2 separate regions of the Mus musculus genome follow, and region 2 is linked to region 1. A link is a contact called in public Hi-C data. All regions are on one chromosome and are shown on one strand. The core of a region is the stretch at or near the end of the contact, and the rest is flanking DNA. Distances in the headings are between cores, read along the strand shown.

Region 1 (6,416 bases), core at 2,063-4,562:
AACTTTTCACCCAACATAAGCTATGTAATGAGAAATTGTCCCATTCAAAAACTTAGAATTATTAGAAAATCAATATTTAAGCTAAATTAGGAATCAAGCACTTTCTGATCAGTGAGCGCATGTCAAGGCACTGTTGTCTTCTGGACATAGCAAGTCAGCTGCACATATAAAACTCCATGGCCACACAGTATGTAAAACACCTGTGTACACACACAGCAGACCACATCTCAACATGAAGATGGGAGATAGGTTCACACCTGAAGCCATAGAACTATTGGCAATTGTTAGCTTCTGGGAGAAAGGGAAATAGCTTTTTCTAAGTGCAGCCCCTGGCAAGTCAACTGTACTCTAGTGGAAAAGCACATCTCCAAGGATACTTGGGCAGTACAAACTGATCTTGAAGGATTAAAAATAACTTGGATGGAAAGAGGGAGTATGTCTGAGAAGATTGATGGAGAGGGCAGTGGATATGATCAAAGCATGTTGTATGAAACTCTTAAAAGAAGTAATAATTCTTTGAAAGTCAATAGTTTCCCTAAAGTTCAGATAAAAATAAATACATTGAAATATTTACAACTATAAAACTTATTGAGGATTTGAACTACAGTGTTATTCATGGTGATCATTTGATCTCAATATCCACCAAAGCTTTAAGTAAATTCTATAAACATTATAATCTTTAATTGAAAGCATAAAATTATCCCATGTTGTATAGAGTAAAAACTGGACATAGCACTAAGTGAGAAAATGTTATGTGGCAGCAATATTTCCTTAAGGCCATCATATAATTTTTATGTGATGATGCTCTTTTAACAATTTAAAATTTTTAAAATATATGACATACAAGGACACACTATAGAAGTCATCCTTTGAAGAGCTTCCTGTACACAAATATATACTCAATATGCACCTATACACAAATGCATGCACATGTACACACATACGTGTGCATAAACTCATAATCTAACATAAAATTCTTGCAGTCATCCCTAATCAGCACAAAAGCCACGCAAATACATAGAACAAACCATTGTTTCTCATGAGTAACGAATCAAAAACCCCAGTGCCAAGAAGTGTGCTTGCTAGTACTGACCAAGGCCATAAGCATCGTCCACAAAAGCTAGAAGGAAGTAACTAGAAACATGGATAAGAGGGAGCGCTCTGCCCCAGCTACCTTCTAGTGCAGCAAATAGACTACCTTCACTAAGCTAAGTTTGTATAAGTCAGATGGAGAGGCCATTGGCTCGGAGCTTGACCTTCAGAGAACACAAGTCATGCAATTCTACCTTAGCAATCTTAGATTAACCTCTTCATTCATGTGTAGCTGGTAGACTGAAAAACCATTGCCAGGAATGCTAACTGTAGGATCTAAGCCAGACACTGTTGTGACTATTACGTCAAATACGGGATGCAAGTCCAGGAACATGTGAATCAAATTATGACTTGGGAACTACTTACACAATGAAAGAGTCCAGCTGACCCATGTCCAATCTGTGTTCCACTCTGAACAAGGTCTCTTGAAGTGCTTGTTATCGTTATAAAGAGTCCACATATGGTTTCAAAATGTGAAAACTATATATTTTATTTTATTATTGTTTGAATAAAATCAATCATAATGGAAAATTATCTCGCTTCAAATATCTTATATCAGGGGATCAGGGGCTGAGAGATGGCTGGCTCAGCAATTAGGGTACTTGCTTCTACTTTCCGCACACATCCCTGGAGCCTGGTCTCCAGCAGAGTTCATACTTAATGAATGTTTGTTACATGTAACGTGAATTACACCATAGTCACTTTTAAGTGGTACAGAGAGACTTGCCCCCTGGAATTAGGCTGCAAGAGGACCAGAAGACATTCTCAAATTGCTGCAGTGTTCTTTGAGAGGAGATAAGCTCTTTACCACTGGAAGGATTTGCCTACATTTGACATGACAGTTTGACTAAAGCCATTCATCAGTGGGGATCAGGAGATGATGAGATGAACTCAGATCTCTGCTGCTCTGAAATGTGAGAATTCAGGCTGTTATTTCCTACCCACAAAAAGTTTGTATTTTAACTACACTGTTTATTGACTAGAGTGTTACAGGCTGTTAATTACACTTGCTTCTGTTTAGAATAGCAGCTTCGACTGGAGAGATGACTAAGAGAGTGGTTAAGGAAACTGACTGCTTTTCCAGAGGTCCTAAGTTCAATTCCCAGCAACCACGTGGTGGCTCACAACCATCTGTAATGGGATCTGGAGCCCTCTTATGGTGTGTCTGAAGACAGCTACAGTGTACTCAGACATAAAATAAATAAATCTTTTTTAAAAATTAAATTAAATACCAGCTTCAGTGAACACAGAAAACCACTGAAAAACAAAAAACAAAAAAAAAACAAACAAAAAAACCAAACCTATGCTCCGAACCTCGAGAGGAACTGCAGGATTCATAAAGTTAGTTATTAGCTGATTCATGATTATAAGGTGTGTTAGAATCAAAAGAATTCTCAGTCATATTTGAAGTATAATGATGCAATATGCCTTTTAGGAAATGGGACATTAGTTTAACAAGAAATCTCTTGGTCATATGAAAACAAAACAACAGAAAACAAAATCAAGCAGCTTCCGAGCCCCTTAAGATCCACAGATGCCTTATTATCGGCTCCCACCTGCGGTCCCTGCTGCAGAGTGCCACTTCCCATTTGTGTAGACCACTGTTCTTGGTAACAAGCTGCCTCGAAGCAGACACATCAATTTATCATTTTAGCAAAGTCTCAGAGTACTCCACAGATGGACGTTAGGGAGAAGAGGGATGGTCTGCCACCTGCATTTGGCAAATTATTTGTTCCTGATCTACTGATCTAAATTAAAACTGGATCTGAAATGCCTGGGAATAACCCAGAGATGGCACTCACTGAACTCTGCCCGTTGAAGCGACACTCCCAGGGATTACAAAACAAACCTGTGTGTGGCATCTCTCAACTATACACTAGACTGAATTGCTTCTGAGAAAAACAAAAAACAAAAAACAAAAAAAAACAGGAAGACATTTCTATTGGTTAATAGGGACAGTCAAATGGAGCCATTCCCTACGTTTTTCCAGGGTGGCTTCATGGGACCAGGTCAGTAGAAGCCACAGACACATATTCCTGACGTTGACCCCAGGACCCCCATTGGAAGGCAGGGTAGCACCTGCTGCAGGAAGGCAGCAACCCTTCCCTTTATGGTTTTATGTTTTGCTGAACAGCCATGACTTCCAAGAAGCATAGACATCCCAATCAAAACCACACCCCTGCGCAGCACAGCTGTCTGCCTGGCTATTAGTACATTGTTTGCCAGTTCCATACACGTCTCCAAAGATGAGTGATTTTTCAGAAACACAGCCTGTTCTGAAGTACAGTCAGTGAGTCACAATTTTCTGCTGACCATGCCATTGCCATTTCTGTCTCTTTCTTATTTTAAGTACAGACACGGGAATCATTCCCCACACAGAGCACTGAATTAAATGTTTCTGCCAAACACAATAGGGGTGGGCATGAGGGGAGTGAGTAGATGTATTTAATTGGACTGAATCCCATCACTTTATATGTAAAAGCGAAAATACACAGCAGAACGTTGAGTGCAGAAATGGACTGGAGAAGTGATGTGCTTAATAAATCAACCATGTGTATTTCATCTTTATTTCAAGCATGATTACAACCCTGAAATACCTACTCAGGCATCTATTGAAAAAAAAAAAAACAAAGAGAAAAAAATAAAAAGGGAAGGAAGCCTTCCTTAGGTCAATGGTTATAAGAACGTTCCTTCTCATATGTTTCTCCTGATAAGTCGGTTCATGCTACAGCAGGCTATTAGTAATCTAGAAATTACCTAATTATACCCTGTGCATTCCAAGAACTCAAAAAGCTGAAAAGATTCCAAATACATCCCTTCTTTTACCCCTAAAGGGAGAGAAGAAGGTAAAGAGACTTTAAGACACCATCAGGGAAGCTGCTAGTTCACTGTGGAAGGATGCCTTGGAGGCAAAGCTATTTCTATGGCTCAGGGGAGAAAGCTCCCTCTGGAGACACATGCATCAGAATAGATCCCACTGACTCTCCAGGACACTTTCTTAGAGAGATTTTTCTGCCTAATAGCAAAAATGTGGAACAAAGCAGTTGTGATGAAATACCTGAATTTTTCAGCTTCATTTTAGTACTCTTGACAAAATAAACCAAAAACAATGAAATCTTCCTACAAACTCTTGGGCAAAATGTTTTTTTAAAGTTCCAGACACAAATATTGCTAAAATTATACCATACCTTTTGATTTTCGCCCAAATCTTACCCATTAGTTATATATTCCATCACTGTCCAATAGCTTTCAACTAATGAATGATTTCATATTTACAGTTACTTTCATGAAGTATATCGATACCAAACTCACCAAGAGCATTTATATGAAAAGAACTTGGTTTTCAGGCTTTCCAAGTAGCCATGGTATTAAGTGCAGCAAGCCTTAAGGAACTGGAGAAACACCCCCATCCCACACAGGGCAGTGTGCCATTTAGAAATACTTGTCTAACAGAAAAGCTCAGGGTGAGTTGAAAATTAATACGCATCATTTACAAACCAAGGAATTTTTTTTACATTTTTCCATTATTTTAATATTTTATTTATTTATTTACAATCCAGATTTTACTCCCCTACTGGCCCACCCTTCAACTGTTGCACATCCCATATCTCCTCCTCACCCCAACCCCTGTCTCCACAAGGATGTCCCCACCACCCACCCACCAGACCTCTAAACTCCCTGGGGAAGAAGCTGGGGAGGTGGGGGACCCTGAAGGAGGACCAAGAATCTCAGTTAACATGGACCCCCAAGATCTCTCAAACACTGGACCACCAGCCAGGCAGCATAAATCAACGGAATCTTCATCTATTAATTTATCTTGTCGGTATTTGCTGAAGGGTACCAGAGACCAAGCAGAGATTATGGAGATAAGAGACATCTTTTCTGCTCTCAAAACTATCACATTGTCATGGAAACATCAGAGCAAACAAGCAGGCCAACATGGTAACTTTTACTAAAAGACGCATCTATGTAGGTCCTGGAGGTCACAGAGAACTGGCTACAGTATTCTCAGGGAAAGTGAAGACCAAGGGGTCTTAGCTCAGCAGAGAGGGAATAAGGTTGTATGGACTTGGGAAGGGCTTGACAAAGCTGCAGAGAACAAGGGTTGTGAACATCAGAGGGCTATGGCAGGATGCAAAGCATCCGAGATGGCAAACAGCAAGGGCTGGCAGGGTAAAGGTAAACACTGCAGACCATAACTGCCTCAATGTCTAATAAAGCATGCTATTTATTTCCCTAAACTTCAATATTCAGAAGTCTTGGCTTTATTTTTAAATGTTCTACAAAGAACACCTGCAAAAACCTATTAACTTTCATCTTGAGGCAAGTTGTACCACCACAGCTACTTATTTTGTTTTTCCTTTCTGTTGCTGCTGCTGTTTGTGAGACAAGACCTCATGAAGCCCAGGCTGGCCTCAGACTCTCTCTGTAGCTGAGAATGACTTTATCCTCCGGACCTTAAAGGCCTGATTTGAACATACCTTCGTAACTATATGAGTTTACAAAGTGTCTAATCTCACCAAGCTTCAGTCATTCTCACCTGAAAAGGTGGCGCATGCATTCTTATCGTGGTTGCTACAAAAATTAGAGTTTCACATCTAGTTATGCAATACACTTGACAAGCTCCAAGAACTTGACAGAGCGGAACTGTAATTAATGTATGCTCCAACCCCTGGTCAACAAATAACCAGTTAAACGCAGCATGGTCACCTTCTACAAAGACCCCTACGTGTCAGCTCCAGCTGCAAGCCATTTCTCATGTTTGCCTCTGGGATTCAGTAGGTCAGATCCCTCCTAGGGGGTGCTGCTAACATGACTAACACACTTCATGCAACACTTGTCCTTTGGATGGCAACCCAAGCCTGAGTGTCATTTACAGAAATCGCTGCAATACCCTTTAAATAGAGCAGAGACTAGAAACAGTGTTTCTAACTTCCTAAAAAGTCTCTATTTTTCAAGTGAAATTGAAAACACTATTTATCCTCCCTAATTTTCCTTTGAACACTAAGATTTCAGATTGTCTAACGTGAAAAGGGACCCTTCAAACAGTTATGTGCTTGAAGCTAAATAAATTCTATAACCAGACATAGTCTCACTTGTGAGCTTATTCATGGATTCCTAAATGGACCTTCAACTCAGTCACAGGATGGCATCAGATGACATGAGAGGGCAAGATTTTGACCCACGCAATTCTAGTAGGACCTAGAAAAATATTTTCCTTCACGTGTTGTTTCCTATAGTGTGAGGAGCCGCCCTCACATTTGCCATTATAAGATGGCACTGACAGCTGTGTTCTAAGTGGTAAACATAGTCTGCACACATGC
Region 2 (6,416 bases), core at 2,906-5,405, 220 kb after region 1:
CCCTTCCTTTTCAATCTGTAGCCATCCTTCCTCCCACTTCTCTAAAAATTTATGTGTAGTTTGCTATTTTATTTCCCCAGGGCGATTGTATTTATTTTAGTCTTGGATTCAATCATACACTTCAGCAAGAAAGGAGGTTCACTTATTCATGCAATACAATTATGGGACGTGCCTGGTCTGCTGTATGTATTCTCTGAGATATGGGAAGACAGCAGAGGACTAACCATACAAAAAAACCCAGCACACAGTGCCTATGCACCAGTTTTAATTCCAATAGGACAAGACTCTGGCTGAGGGCGCAACACAGCAGGGAAAGATTCAGAAGAAAATCTGCATGTCTTTCTTCCATCTTTCTTACCCTTTTCCTTTCTGGGTCCTCCCTCTCCTTCCCCTTGCTCCATGCTCTTTCTCTTTTTACTGTTCTCTCTCCTTTCACTGTCTCTACTCAAGAGTATCCATAAGGTGCTCAGTTTGCATTGTTGTGATAAAACACTAACCAAAATGAACTTGGGTTTGATTTGCCTTACTCCTTACAGCCCATCACAAAGGGAAGTCAGCGCAGGAACTCAAGACAGGAGCCTGGCCGGTGGGAGTGGGAAATGAAGCAGAGGTCATGGGAGGACACTGCTTACTGGGTTGCTCACCCTGGTTACCTAAGACCACTTGCCCTGTTGTGTCAGTGCCTCCGGTGGGCTGGCCATTCCAGACCAGCCATTAACCACGAGACTGCCTCCAGGCAATCAAAGGAGGGTCTTCATCTGGATGACTGTACCTGTGTCAAGTTGACAATATACAAGCCAGCACCCCTAACGTCTGTGTACTCCTGAGATTTCATAAAGGGCCCATAACCCTGTAAGTGAGCAATAAGTAGGAACCACTGCTGAATGACTCACTATGACTGAGAGTTAAACTTCTGCATGTTCATATGGTGGAAGTCACGTGTCTGCTGAGCACTTGAAACGAGCTTCATATAAAACATGACGTAAAAGAAAAATAGCCACAGAATTTTGTAGATGAAAGAAATAGCATAGATAATCTAATTAACAATTTAGAAATACCTATTATTGAAATGATAAAATTTTAGACACACTGAACTACTATATTATTAAAATAATTGTACATGTATAAGTATATGAACTTTAATTTTTTTGTGTGGTGAATTTCCTTTATTATTTTTTCACGGAACAGTGAAAGAGGATGTTCAGCATCCACCCCATTTTAAGTGAAGGTCTTCATTTCTCTTCTTCATGTCTCCTGTGTTTGTTAAATACATGCTCTCAATAGAGAGATTTAATGGAGACATTTGGCACAATAGGGTCAAAGAGAAAACCAGGGGGAACAGAGAAACATGGAACAGAGGACAAGGTGACTCTGGCTGGAAAACCTCTTCACTTAGTTTCACAGGCCAAAAACAATTTAAAACAAGAATTATTACTAGCAGGATTTTTTTAAATATGTAGAAAGCACACACATATGTGTATGCATGTGTGTCTGTACATGTTTGTGTTCATGCTCTTGCCTGTATATGGCATTCTTGTTAAATCTGTATTTCTCTTCACCATTATAACCCTTTACTCATGCACTCTACACTCTTCTTATGTTAGATCTCAGGGTTAAATCACCCAGGACATTTGAAATATTGTGTACCTAGGAGTAGGATAACGGAAGAGTCAGGATGCAGATTTTAATAAAACATCTTTGATATGATCTTTAATTTCTTCTCTTTTCTTTCTTTTTCCTTTTCTTTTCCTTTCTCTCTCTCTTTCTCTTTCTTTCTTTCCTTCCTTCCTTCCTTCCTTCCTTCCTTCCTTCCTTCCTCCCTCCCTCCCTCCCTCCCTCCCTCCCTCCCTCCCTCCTTCCTTCATTCATTCCTTCCTTCTCCTTCCTTCCTTCCTTCCTTCCTTCCTTCCTTCCTTCCTTCCTTCCTTCCTTCCTTTCTTTCTTTCTTTCTTTTTTTTTTTTTTTAAAACTTTTTTACTAAAGTATTTGCTATTGTGTTTTGCTAGCGTTTTGGTTTAGATTTGTGGTGCTGGGGATGGAACCCAGTGCTTGTACATGGTAGCCAAGAACTCCATGTTGAGCTACAAACTCAGCCTGCGGTTTTCTAGGTGGTTGACCATGTTTTCTGTTGAGCGGCATTCCTCTGGATGGACTAGTGGTCAGCAGTGTTTTAGACAACTGACTGACAGAGTTCATAACAGAGCAAAAGGTTCTTAACTTCTAGCTTTTTAAAAAAAAAATTGAATGAAAGAAAACTTTAGCAATGTTGTTCTATTTTATTGATATTTTTTTATTAGATTTTTTCTTTATTTACATTGCAAATTGTATCCCCTTTCCTCATTTCCCCTCCGAAAACCCCTTCCCTCCTCCCCCTCTTCCTGCTAACCAACCCACTCACTCCTGCTTCCCTGTCCTGGCATTCCCCTACACTGGGGCATCTCCTCTCATTGATGTCCCACAAGGCCATCCTCTGCTACATATGCAGCTGGAGACATGGGTCCCTCCATGTGTACCCTTTGGTTGGTGGTTTAGTCTCTGGGAGCTCTGGGGGTACTGGTTGGTTCATATTTTTTTTCCTCCTATGGGACTGCAAACCCCTTCAGCTTCTTGGGTCCTTTCTCTAGTTCCTCCATTGGGGACCCAGTGCTCAGTCTAATGGATGGCTATGAGCATCCACTTCTGTATTTGTCAGGCACTGACAGAGCCTCTCAGGAGACAGCCATATCTGTCTCTTGTCAGTAAGCACTTATTGGCATCTATAATAGTGTCTGGGTTTGGTAACTGTATATGGGATAGATACCCAGGTGGGACAGCCTCTGGATGGCCTTAGCAATAATGTTCTTCTTATCCACCATATAACAATGCCCTAATCAACAATGTGTAGAATATGATCAGCCCAATGTAGAACATGAGCATGAACATGTCAAAGACACACTGGCTCTCACACTCTCCGTCCCAAGGGCAGAGACAAGAACAGGTGATAACATAAAAACATGATAAACAAACGCTTGCTAGTGTATGCAATGGTGTCATCGTTTGGAGGCTAATTATGGGATGGATCCCTGGATATGGCAGTCTCTTGATGGTCCATCCTTTTGTCTCAGCTCCAAACTTTGTCTCTGTAACTCCTTCCATGGGTGATTGTTTCCAATTCTAAGAAGGGGCAAAGTGTCCACACTTTGGTCTTCGTTCTTCTTCAGTTTCATGTGTTTTGCAAATTGTACCTTATATCTCACTATACTAAGTTTCTGGGCTAATATCCACTTATCAGTGAGTACATATTATTTGAGTTCTTTTGTGATTGGTGTTACCTCACTCATGATGATGCCCTCCAGGTCCAACCATTTGCCTAGGAATTTCATAAATTCATTCTTTTTAATAGCTGAGCAGTACTCCATTGTGTAAATGTACCACATTTTTTGTATCCATTCCTCTGTTGAGGGGCATCTGGGTTCTTTCCAGCTTCTGGCTATTATAAATAAGGCTGCTATGAACATAGTGGAGCATCTGTCCTTCTTACCGGTTGGGACATCTTCTGGATATATGCCCAGGAGAGGTATTGTGGGATCCTCTGGTAGTACTATGTCCAATTGGAAAGAGAGGCCCACTGGACAGGCAAACTTTATATGCCCCAGTACAGGGGAACGCCAGGGCCAAAAAATGGGAATGGGTGGGTAGGGGAGTGGGGGGGGGGTGTGGGAGACTTTTGGGATAGCATTGGAAATGTAATTGAGGAAAATACGTAATAAAAAAAAACTTTCCATAAAAAAAAACCATGATAAACAAGTTTTGAAAGAAAGGCAGAAACCCTATCATCAAATAATTCTATAATCTGAAGGATGTAAAACTGCATCTAGTCTGCATTCTTCCCAAGGTATATACATCAATTTAAGGATAATAGTATGCACCTCAAACAAGCAAGTGCCCTCCCTGTCTGAGTGTGTTTCAGAGCTTGGGTTGAAACGCACTGTGTACTTTTGCAAGGCATGCAAACTCAAGTCGCACAGATACGTGTGTATACATAACAAATTTTAAAAGCAAAATTACAAAGAGGAAAAAAGCTTGCTGAAAATAAAACAGCATCTCGTAGCCATGGCAACCCCAACTTTTAAAAAAAGCAACCTTAAGCAAGAGGAGCTCCTCAAGAGCTACATCAAGTTGTTATAGCAACCAAAATATGGCTCTACAGAAACAGATTTGCATGAGAGTAGCCTGAAGGTTATGATGGTAAAAGACTATTACAAAAATATGTCTGGGGGGGGGGAGGAAGGTTTATTTCTCTTGCTTTAATCAGGACATATCCTCTGATTTATTAGAACAAGATCCCCAAACCCCACCCCACCCCTGCCTCACCCTCTCCCCTAGGGGATCCTAATGACATACAGCTGCTATGGTGACAAGGAATGACAGGTTTTGTGATATCTGCTAATAACCAGAAAGACCAAAATTAGTTCATAAGAACAAAATTTTGATCCCTATGGTTAAAAAACTACAACAAATAAAAATAGTAACAAGTAGTTGGGATGGGGTTGGAAAGACCTAAAAGAATGTGTGTGAAGTGGATTCTTAAACGAGGCAGGGCTGACATTTTGAATGTTTGTAGTGTATTTCAACAGCAGCCTTAGCTACTACGAACACCAACTTCCTGTCCTAGAAGTCACCATGCCCTGCTCCCTCACATAATGACAAATCTTCCTCAGGGAAGAGGGTAGCTTGTCTATCCAGTGATGGCAACCTTCGAGACAGAAACAGTTTATCAGTGCTACAACAAAGCTCACAAAAAATTAAGCTGGCGAGTTAACCATCTTTTTTTTCAAGGACAGACCTACCAACCTCCTTCTATTCCTCCACTTCATCCAGCTTGTTGCCTGAGAACAAACATATTTATCAGTTTATCTCAGCTCTCAACTCTGGCATACGATGCTCTTTCTGCTTCAGAATATCTTTTCCTCTCATCCCAGGGCAAATTCAAAGATCCTCTGGAACTGGCCTAAGCCTTCCCTTCAAATTCTTATTATGTATGTCTCACAGTTGTTTCTACTTCAACCTAAGATTTCATTTGGAAGAAACAATTATACTACATAAAGTGACCATCTGTCTGTTAGTCAACCACCCAAAGTATCTTCAACTATTATTTACCGATTTCAGCACTTCAGAGGCATTGAAGATGCCATGCTCCACTTATATTCAACATCATGTGGCTTGTGGCCATGGACTCTTTCATTGAGGATCCACATTCAAAGAAAATGAAAACTCAATTGGTCAGCTTCTATTGAGTGAATGCAGGACAGGTGATAGATAAGAAGGCTAGAAAGACGGAGGTGCTGTTGGCTGAGCCTGAATGACTTACTGCAGCCTAGTTTCAAATGCTGATAAGTTAGAACTCCAGATGGTAAGTTCTTTATGAGCAAAGAACTGTTTATCTTTTGTGGTTAGCACCGCACCTTATCCAAAGCAGAAAAAAAAATAAACAATGAGAGACCCTCTTATTTAAGGCCAATGTAGTGTGTTTTCTCACAGTGATGTCATGTTGCCTTTAACTGATATATGGTTATTAATACTTTATGGATGTGGTTTCTTCTAGTTTTTTTTTTTATCAAATTTATCTTACCATTTTCCCTCATATATCTAAATAATTTAAGAAAGCAATTTTGAGCATTTCCATTTCTATTATGCTTCTTACTGATTTTCTGTAACAGTTATTCTTTTGAGGGATATCAGAGTATTTTTTGGTTTTTATGTATGACACACATTCTTTCCCCTCTGTGACTTCTAATATAGTTGTCACAACTCTAATACTTTCCAGAAGATCACACACACTGCTATAAGCAGGACTCTGACAAAATTTAACAGAATCAGAATAAAAAACTTAAGAAAATGTAAAAGTTTTAAAAAGGTGATTTTTTTTTTGTTTTTCTCATCAGAAAAAAAAAAACAAAACAAAACCAATAATGACACATGAAAGACCTAACAACCATAAGTTTTATTCAATGGGATTTTACAATTGAGTTATAAAGAAAGATAAGATATGCCAAAGGGTTGGACAGAATACATTACTCTTAAATATCCCATTTGTTATTCAAAACAGATGGCTTCCTCACAGTGCAAGTGCTCAATGGCACTCAAATAAAGGGCCCTCAAGAGCAAGAGTATCCACACAGAGTTGGCAAGGGTCATTTTACAACTTCATGTGATTGGCAAGTGATCAGGACTGGAAAGAGGCTCTATTGATACCCTCTAACTTTCAGACAGGGTCAGTGTGCTACTAATATCGAATTAAAGGGCAATTTAAAAGGACAGTAGAAAGTTTAAACAATTTAGATTTTGTCCTTACAAATAATATATATATATATATATACTTTAGAAGGTCAGCTTGGTTTTCTTGCCAAGAACAAATCAAACCTGCTAGGATAAAA

What was found. A called contact is a pair of places that touch in the nucleus more often than the background predicts.
Region 2: a contact with region 1 is called in a Hi-C map of cortical neurons, with 2.0 times the contacts expected there. A contact is called at or near these places in 1 of 484 Hi-C or Micro-C datasets (cortical neurons) and 1 of 9 other capture datasets (embryonic stem cells).

Annotation. Positions count from the first base shown.
Region 1 is chr19:30,957,314-30,963,729 of GRCm38.p6, forward strand. The region is part of intron 4 of Prkg1 (protein kinase, cGMP-dependent, type I); the gene reads right to left. Among named protein-coding and RNA genes, the nearest start is that of Cstf2t, 120 kb to the right of the region's middle.
Region 2 is chr19:31,176,831-31,183,246 of GRCm38.p6, forward strand. The region is part of intron 3 of Prkg1 (protein kinase, cGMP-dependent, type I); the gene reads right to left. Among named protein-coding and RNA genes, the nearest start is that of 8430431K14Rik, 36 kb to the right of the region's middle.